2 separate regions of the Sus scrofa genome follow, and region 1 is linked to region 2. Evidence: chromatin contacts called from public Hi-C data. All regions are on one chromosome and are shown on one strand. The core of a region is the stretch at or near the end of the contact, and the rest is flanking DNA. Distances in the headings are between cores, read along the strand shown.

Evidence for each region. A called contact is a pair of places that touch in the nucleus more often than the background predicts.
Region 1: a Hi-C map of subcutaneous adipose tissue shows a contact between it and region 2, with 2.7 times the contacts expected there. The contact joins two enhancer-like sites. A contact is called at or near these places in 1 of 5 promoter capture datasets (liver), 33 of 47 Hi-C or Micro-C datasets (adipose tissue, alveolar macrophages, blood and 15 more) and 2 of 2 datasets of contacts at active chromatin or transcription factors (alveolar macrophages and skeletal muscle).

The regions. Positions count from the first base shown.
Region 1 is chr3:26,424,723-26,429,429 of Sscrofa11.1, forward strand. No RefSeq gene overlaps it. Among named protein-coding and RNA genes, the nearest start is that of SYT17, 20 kb to the right of the region's middle. Within about 2 kb of position 1,534, at least 20 of the 83 cell types and tissues checked have an H3K27ac peak or open chromatin away from gene starts, as enhancers often do. A contact at or near this core is called in adipose tissue, alveolar macrophages, retroperitoneal adipose tissue and 1 more, where this site is marked.
Region 2 is chr3:26,380,254-26,384,969 of Sscrofa11.1, forward strand. No RefSeq gene overlaps it. Among named protein-coding and RNA genes, the nearest start is that of COQ7, 17 kb to the left of the region's middle. Within about 2 kb of position 2,533, at least 40 of the 83 cell types and tissues checked have an H3K27ac peak or open chromatin away from gene starts, as enhancers often do. A contact at or near this core is called in adipose tissue, alveolar macrophages, retroperitoneal adipose tissue and 1 more, where this site is marked.

The DNA.
Region 1 (4,707 bases), core at 284-2,783, 43 kb after region 2:
TTTTGGCCCAAGGATAGTTTCCCTTGTTTGCTTAGTCTCTCTCTTTAAAAGCATTAGCAGCTCATTGCATCTGAAAAGGATGGAGCTGCCTTTGATCTCTTCAATCAATTGGCTCCTAGCTTCTCCCTTCCCCGAGGCAAGAGTCACCCTTGGCTTCCTGCCACCAGGTGGTGAGATCTGTCAAGCTCAGGCCATCTGCCATCACTCCTGAGCTGGGCTGGGGTGGAGGGCAGGGCTGCCCAGCCCTCTTGAGGAAGGGCGCTTCCAGGTTAACCCTCTGTAGGAATTTTCCTTTGCGTTTGCTTGTGCCTGAGGCTGGTACCTCCCAAGGAGGAGGTGATAGAAGGGGGGCATTTGTGATATAACCCAAAGCTGGGAAGGAGACAGACTGAAGTCTGGGGGGACAGGCCAGCAGCAGGTGTACAGAGGCCTCTGTGCTCCAAAACCCGCCTCCTGTGAATGCAACTCAAGACCAAAGGTTCCTAGCCAGCTGTGGCGGGACCCCCACAGGACCAGTGGACATGCCGGCTGTTAGAGCGCCCAGTAGAATCAGATCCCGGTTCTCCGAGTCACAAGCTGATCATCAGCAAGTGACTTAACCTCTCTGAGCTATCCTAGCAGCTCCGCTGTCAACATTGCTTGTCTGAGTCTCCCAGGGCAACAGGCAGGTGCAGAGGTGCTGAGTCACGGGGTGGGGCAACTCCAGCATTTGTGGTGAGGGTGCTTGCAGAGATTAACAATTTACACTCTAGGAGTTTCCGTCGTGGCTCAGCGGTAATGAACCCAACTAATAACTGTCAATCCCCGGCCTCGCTCAGTGGGTTAAGGATCTGGCGTTGCCGTGAGGTTGGTGGTGTAGGTCACAGATGTGGCTCGGATCTGGAGTTGCTGTGGCTGTGGTGTAGGCCGGCGGCTACAGCTCCGATTAGACCCTTAACCTGGGAACCTCCATGTCTTGGGTGCAGCCCTGGAAAAGACAAAAAGAAAAAAAAAAAAATCTATAGCTTTATATATATGTGTGTGTGTAGAAATAATCCTTCGTGAAGTAGGAATGGCCTGAGGTGGGGTCAATTTCCCTTCTAGCTTTTCTAGTCTTTCCTCTTCCCAGCCTGAGCTCTCTGATTCCCTGGTGGGGACCCAATCAGGACAGGGATTGGACTTCAATAAATTCCCTCCAGGGGAGTTCCCGTTGCAGCAAAGCAGAAACAAATCTGACTAGTATCCATGAGTGTGTGGGTTCGATTCCTGGCCTCGATCACTGCGTTGGGGATCTGGTGTTGCCCTGAGCTGTAGTATAGGTCATAGATGTGGCCCAGATCCTGTGTCACTATGGCTGTGGTGTAGGCAGGCAGCTGTAGCTCTGATTCAGCCCCTAGCCTGGGAACCTCCATATGCCACGGGTCCAGCCCCCCCAAAAAAAGCAAAGAAGAAAAAAAAAAAATCTCTTTGAAATGGACAGAAGGCCCCAGCTATGAGCTGTCTGCTGCGGTTTTCACTGTAAACATCATTGTAATACATTCTGTGTTATTTATATTACATTTCTCTGTTTACTAAGCCCTATTGCTACACGCCCTCACCTGCCTGCTGACTGCCTCCCTTCACTTCTCTGGCATTTCTATGAAGGCACAGGATTCTCATCTCCATTTAATTAATTAATTATTTATCTATTTATTTCTGCTGTGCCCACGGCACATGGAAGCTCCTGGGCCAAGGATTGAACATCGCCACGGCAGTGACCTGAGTGGTGACTCCAGCCATGGCAGTGACAATGCCAGATCCTTAACAGCCAAGTCGCCAGGGAATTCCCCTTATCTCCATTTTATAGACAAAGCAAAGGTGACTCTGGGAGGTTAAGTGACTTTCTCAAGGTCATTCAGCCGAGCAGACACAGCGCCCCGCTCTTCTGCTTCCAAGTTCAGAATTTCCTTCTACCACTTCCTGCTCCGGGCCAGCAGTTAATAAAACCACTTCTGGAAACAGTTAAGAGCCGGAGCTGAACAAAAAAAGCACATTCTGAATTGGCCAAGAGGGATTTGAAAAACAACACACGTCAAATCTTTGGCTTTCTTTCTCATGTGGCTGCTTTGTCTCCTGTTCCTTTAGTCCTTGTGTGTCTCCAGCTGCCTTCACTCTCCCCCAGAAGCCAAGAGGCACATGCATTCATTTGTTCATTCATTCATTCATCCACTCACTGTTAGGGACTGAATTGTGTTCCTTCAAAATCCGTATGTTGCCGTCCTAACCCCTAGTGTATCAGAATGTGACTATTTGGACACAGGACCTTTAAAGAGATAATGAAGGGGAAACGAAGTCAGGTGGTTGGGCCCTAATCCAATGAGAGGGGAGAGAAGATTAGAACACAGACGACTCGTAGATGGAGAGGCCCCTATGTGGGGACACAGGGAGAAACGGGCCAGCTGCAAGCCAAGGAGAGGGGCCTTGGGAGAAAACACCTTGATCTTGGACTTGCAGAACCTTCAGAAAAAAGTTGTCTGTTGTCTAAGCCCCCGAGTCTGCTCTTTTGTTAGGCGGCCCTAGCAGACTAACACACTCATGTATTCATTCATCATGCTTCCGTATACATCTTGCCACCTGCAGGTCTTTTTTTTTTTTTTTTTTTTAAGGGCCACACCTGTGGCACATGGAGGTTCTCAGGCTAGGGGTCCAATCGGAGCTGTTGCTGCTGGCCTACACCACAGCCACAGCCACAGCAATGCCAGATCCAAGCCACGTCTGTGACCTACACCACAGCTCATGGCAATGCCAGATCCTTAACCCACTGAGCGAGGCCAGGGATCGAAGCTGCAACCTCATGGGTCCTTGTCAGATTCCCTTCCACTGCACCATGACGGGAACTCCACCTGCAGGTCTTTGCTTAACTGTCACCCAGCGAGGCTTCCTGACCAGCCTCATGCCTCACACTTGCCTCATACCCACTGGTTCCCTTTTTTGCTTTGTTTTTCTCTGTGGCACTTGCCACTACCTGGAAATCCATAGAGTTGCTTATTTATGTGTTTATTGCCGTCCGCATCAACCCCCACACTGGCATATAAACACAAGGAGGGCAAGGATTTTTTGAGGGGGTGGGTCTGTTTTGTTCACTGCTGCACCTGCAGTGCCTAGGTCACAGAATATGCTCCATAAGGGCATCCTAAATGACGGAGGTCACGCGCCCACTCAACCAGGCGACAGTACCTGAGCTACGACATAGTGCCAGGCACTGCGTCAGGGACGGGCGTTGCCTGGGGACAAGTGTTTGTTTCCCATACAGGACTAAGAGATGTCAGGGATCACATCATGTTCAGTCCTGCAGCCTCCGTATCCTTTGGCTTGGCCTGGAGGGGATGCTGGAACCATGCTTGCTGAATGACTGTGTGTTGGGAGTAAGGACCTGACCCTCCTGACACCTTGGACATGAGGGTCAGTGGCTTCACTGTGGGGATAAGTTATGGCAGATAATTTATTGCTTATTTATAACAAAGTAGCAAAGTCTACACACATGGAGAAAGGGAAGTTGCCTCTTTCTTCATTTCTCGATTCAACTGTATCCTCCCTCCGAAGTACCAGATAAAGGATGAATGAGGTGACGCTTTTCAAGCAGAGAACTAACAACCCCCAGAACTTTTCTAAAACACAGTGGTCTACACCCCTCACCTTCCTGACTTGCCATCCATGGCTTGGGGGACTTTGAGTTGTTACTGTATTTCTATTTTTTGTTTGTTTGTGTGTTCGTTTTTTTAGGGCCGCACCCAAGGCCTATGGAAATTCCCAGGCCAGGGATTGAATCAGAGCTGCAGCTGCTTGTCTAAGCCACAGCCACAGCAATGCCAGATCTGAGCCACGTCTGCCACCTATGCCACAGCTCACAGGACTCGGGATCCTTAACTCACTGAGCGAGGCCAAGGATTGAATCTGCATCGTCAAGGGTGCTAGTCAGTTTCATGACCACTGAGCCACAACGGGAACTCCTGAGCTGCTATTTTAGATTTATGTGCATTTGCCTTTAATTTTAGCCACTTAGATGTTTTTGTAAAGGTGGAAGACCAGCATGGATGAGAAAAGCAGGAACGCACAGGCCCTTTCTGGGGGGATCTTCTGTATCTTGATAGGGGTTTGGGCTGCACAGCTGTGTGCCTTTGTCAAAAGCCATTAAGTGATGCACTTAAGATTTGTGCAAACTACTTTTTGGAATTTCACCCATAAACAAATACTGAATTCTGGGGAATGATAACCTTGCTGAAAAGCATTTAGGAGAAAGTGAACTGGTATCTGCGACTTCCTTTGAGATGCATCAAAACTCCAGATGGAGTCACCGATGGAAAGAGGGATGGACAGACAAAGGGCGTAAAGTAAAATGAAAATGGTTTATGTGAGCACTGTAACATTCTTTAGACTTGGATTTTTTTTTTTTTTTTTTTTGCTTTTTAGGGCCGCACCTGTGGCATATGGAGGTTCCCCCTCCTCCTGTGGCATATGGAGGTCTAATCAGTCTACAGCTGCCGGCCTACACCACAGCCACAGCCACACAGGATCCAAGCCGAATCTGCAACCTACACCACAGCTCACGCCAATGCTGGAAGCTTACCCTGCTGAGTGAGGCCAGGGGTCAAACCTGCAACCTCATGTTTCTTAGTCAGATTCTTTTCCGGGAACTCTGGAAATTTTTATATCAAACTTTAGAGATGAAAGATCATGAGAAGATCACTC
Region 2 (4,716 bases), core at 1,283-3,782:
TTCTAGTTTTATGCTGTATTCAAAAGGGAATTTCAGTCTAGGCTATTGAATGGGGAAGCGATTTCTTTAACGTTCCACTCTTCAAGCCCACAAAGCTTATAGAAGCCTTGATTTTCTGAGATGCTGGTGCTCTTTCTCGCCTTCCTTTATCGAAACTATTTATTTATTTATTTATTTATTTATTTATTGTTTTTTTAGGTCCACACCCGTGGCATATGGAGGTTCCCAGGCTAGGGGGTTCAATCAGAGCTGCAGCCGCCAGCCTAGGCCACAGCCACATTGATGCCAGATCCAAGCCACATCTGTGACCTACACCACGGCTCACAGCAATGCTGGATCCTTAACCCACTAATTGAGGCCGGGGATTGAACCCACGTCCTCATGGATGTTCATCTGGTTTGTTAACCGCTGAGCCAAGATGGGAACTCCCTTCCTATACCAAAGCTAATTTTGTGAGTATGCAGTCAGGAGTCTTAGTCTTAGGAAGGCACATCATACAATCTGTATTAAAAGACCAGATTTGCTGCTGTTTGCTTAGCATCCCCTTCCGAATTGATAGCTGATGTTTTATGCTTCTGAGAGCTTCTAGAAGAAGGCCAGAGAGATTTTCTGAATCCCCCTTTGATTGCTTTTAATTCCATTACAGCTTGTTCTCGTGTATTAACAAGGTAATCTTGTCTTTCTCTTACTTTACTGCTCTGAACTTTCAGGGGAAATGTGATTTTAAAATTGGACACTGTCCAAAGATGATGCCAGCATGACAAAGGGTGTTATTCTTACAAGCAGTATAATTCTAGAGGTGTGATCTGAGCCATCATTCTTTGCATGCTTTTGATTCCCTTTCTACTCACAACAACAGCAGCGTTATCATTCAAAAGCATGTTAGAAGTGTAGAATTTGGGTCTCTTCCCCAGACCTACTGAATCAGAATCATCATTTTAACAAGATGTGATGGGTTTTTGTTTTTTTAGGGCTGCACCCACAGCATATAGAAGTCCCAGACTAGGAGTCAAACTGGAGCTGGAGCTGCCAGCCACAGCCACAGCAATGCCAGATCCTTAACCCACTGAGCGAGGCCAGGGATCGAACCTTCATCCTCATGGATACTAGTTGGGTTTGTTATCACTGAGCCATGACGAGAACTCCAGGATATGATGGTTTTAAAGTATGTCCAGATTCCTTGATACTCCTCTGTTTGGTGGAGCTTAATTCTCCTTGCCTTGAGGGTGGGCTGGCCTTAGTGACTTGTTTGTAATAAACGATGTGGCAGAAAATGATGGGGTGCATCTCCCAAGGCTGCTAAGTCATAAAGACCTTGTAAGCTCCTCCTTCCTAGAATCACTCACTCTGGGGAAACCAGCTGCCATGTGGTGAAGACACCCCACACTCAGTGAACTTTTGTGGAGAGGGTCACATGGCCAAGCACTGAGGCCTCCTGACAACAGTCATGGTGTGTGACGTCTTGCAAGTGACTACTTCAGCCCCCATCAAGCCTTCAGATGACATGCCTGCAGCCAACATCCTCACTGCAACCTCCTGAGAGACCCAGAGCCAGAAGTGCCCCGTGGAGTCACACCTGGTTTCCTGACTCTCTGTAACTATGTTAGATGATAAACATTGGTTGTTTTCAGCTGCTGGGTTTGGGGTTGATGTGACCTGAGCCACTGCAGTGACAAGGCTGGATCCTTAACCCGCTGAGCCACCAGGGAACTCCTATCTTGTGCCTCTTGATCTGAAACGTACATTTTTCACTTTGTGACTGATATTGGCCATCTTTCCAAGTCAGTACCTGTAGCTCCACCTCATCTCTCCGGCTGGCTGCTCTTTCACAGCCGGGCCACCAGGACCGCGCAGCCCTGCTCCACCACCACCCCGAGCACTGTCCTTACAGCTGCTGGCACTGGGTTCCGACCACTCCCTCAGGCGCTGCGGTCCTTGTGTGGGCTTCGCAGTGGAGGAAACACTAAGTCCTGGAGAGGCTTGAACTTGACCATTTGGCAGCACAGCCTCTTAGATCTTCTTGTCCTTCATCAGTGGGCATTTGGGTTATTAACACAGAATCTGGGGACCTTTGATGCTTTAGAGACCACCCCTGAAGACAGTCTCTAAGGAATTTCAGAGGCGGGACCCCTTGGGGTCCTTAACCCACCTGTCTGCAGATCCCGAACTTCTCTGACAATATGATAAAAACCTATATGATAAAAACCTTGGGCTTCCTTAAGGCCTTTTGATCCCGCTGCTCTGAGAAGAAAGCCTGACCTTTCCCAGCTGCCAGGAACAAAAGATCCCTTTCCTCAAAATCGTTCTTTGCCTCTGCAGGAGCACCAAGCACTTTTCTACTGAATATGTTATCAAAGGTTAAAAAGGCTCCTCTTGCCTTTGGGGACATGTCTCCTCCCACTCCTGCTCCCGAAATGGCAGCCCTGCAGGGCTGTGACTGAACCCCACCGGGCCTTTGATCAGGATCATGTAGAAGATCTGTGGCTGAGCGCGCCAAGGGCGGGGAAGGGCGCAGGCTTCCCCGCGGCCACCAGAGGGCACCCTCGCCCCGGCCTTCCGAGTCCGCGGCCAGCCGCCCGCCCCGCCCGTCACTGCAGGACGTCAGCGGGACACGCCTGGCGGTCAAGGCCAGGTCATTGTGGTGGTAACCCGGCCTCCTGATCTCCGCGGTCCCGCCGTCGGACCGGAGTGGAATGTCAGGTTCACACACTGCGAGTTGCGGCGGGCTCACCGAGCTGCTCCAGTCCGCGCTGGCTCCCTGACTTGAGAGTACTTATCGGGAAGGACGCAATTTCTTCTTCAGGAAAGGGAGAGAGGAAAACAGTGGGGGTCGATTCGTCTCCGTCTGTTGGGATCACACGATGAAACCGGCTTCAAGCGTCATGCAACGTCCCAGGGGCCCCACGAGAAGGTTCATTCCTTGGTTCGTGCTGCCCCCTGGACACGTGCCTTCCTCCAGTCCACGTGCTCAGCGCTTTGCCTGATGAAGGCTGTCTGCCCTTCCAAACTGCCATCTCTTAGGCGAAGTCGACCCCCTACCCCACCCTTCCCGCCCCCGCCGCCTCTCCCAACCCCCAGGCCTCAGCTTCTTGCATTGGCATTGGAGGCTATCCTTATCTGCTTCCTACCATCTCCAGCCTGGCGCAAGCTGCTCAAAGTCAAGCTTTCCCCACGCCTGGTTTAGCAGGCCCAAGGCCAGTGTTTGATAAACTACGCTAAAAAATCATGTGGACTCGGAGAATGGAACAAAAGTAATTTATAATTGATGACAAACCATCCTTCTGATCTCAATTGAATGTACCTAGAAGCTTTTGGATCAAAAGTATCAAGTGGGCAACCTTGTGTGAGCGCTTTTCCGTCCTCTTGCTCATCTGCAGCCCAACGCCTGGCAAACTGTTAACCCCTCGTCATGTCTCCGCACCTTCCTTTGAATTGTTTTTTATTCATTGCTGCTGTGTTTTGGTTTTTCTGAGATTTTTTTTGTTGTTTTTCTTTTTTTTTTTTCTGCTTTTTTTAGGGCTCTACCCCCCGGCATATGGAAGTTCCCAGGCTAGGGTTCCAATCCCAGCTACAGCTGCTGGCCTACACCACAGCCACAGCAACACCAGATCTGGGTCTCATCTTCGACCTACACCACAGCTCATGGCAACGCCAGATTCTTAACCCACTGAGCAAGGCCAGGGATCGAAGCCATATCCTCATGAATCCTAGGGGGGTTGGTCGACCACTGAGCCATGAAGGGAACTCCTATTCTGGGTATTTCTATAAGAGCCTTTTCGGTTGTGATAAACTTTTTTTTTTTTTTTTTTTTGTATTTAACTCTTCCTATTTTATTTTATTTTTTATTTTTAAAAAATTTTTTTATTTTCCCACTGTACAGCAAGGGGGTCAGGTTATCCTTACCTGTATACATTACAATTACATTTTTTTTCCCCACCCTTAGTTCTGTTGCAACATGAGTATCTAGACAAAGTTCTCAATGCTATTCAGCAGGATCTCCTTGTAAATCTATTCTAAGTTGTGTCTGATAAGCCCAAGCTCCCGATCCCTCCCACTCTCTCCCCCTCCCATCAGGCAGCCACAAGTCTTTTCTCCAAGTCCATGATTTTCTTTTCTGAGGAGATATTCATTTGTGCTGGATATTAGATTCCAGTTATAAGTGATATCATATGGTATTTGTCTTTGTCTTTCTGGCTCATTTCACTCAGGATGAGATTCTCTAGTTCCATCCATGTTGCTGCAAATAGCATTATGTCATTCTTTTTTATGGCTGAGTAGTATTCTATTGTGTATATATACCACATCTTCCGAATCCAGTCATCTGTCGATGGACATTTGGGTTGTTTCCATGTCCTGGCTATTGTGAATAGTGCTGCAGTGAACATGCTGGTGCATGTGTCTCTTTTAAGAAGAGTTTTGTCCGGATAGATGCCCAAGAGTGGGATTGCGGAGTCATATGGAAGTTCTATGTATAGATTTCTAAGGTATCTCCAAACTGTTCTCCATAGTGGCTGTACCAGTTTACATTCCCACCAACAGTGCAGGAGGGTTCCCTTTTCTCCACAGCCCCTCCAGCACTTGTTATTTGTGGATTTATTAATGATGGCCATTCTGATTGGTGTGAGGTGGTATCTCATGGTAGTTTTGATTTGCATTTCTCTTATAACCAGTGATGTTGAGCATTTTTTCATGTGTTTGCTGGCCATCTGTATATCT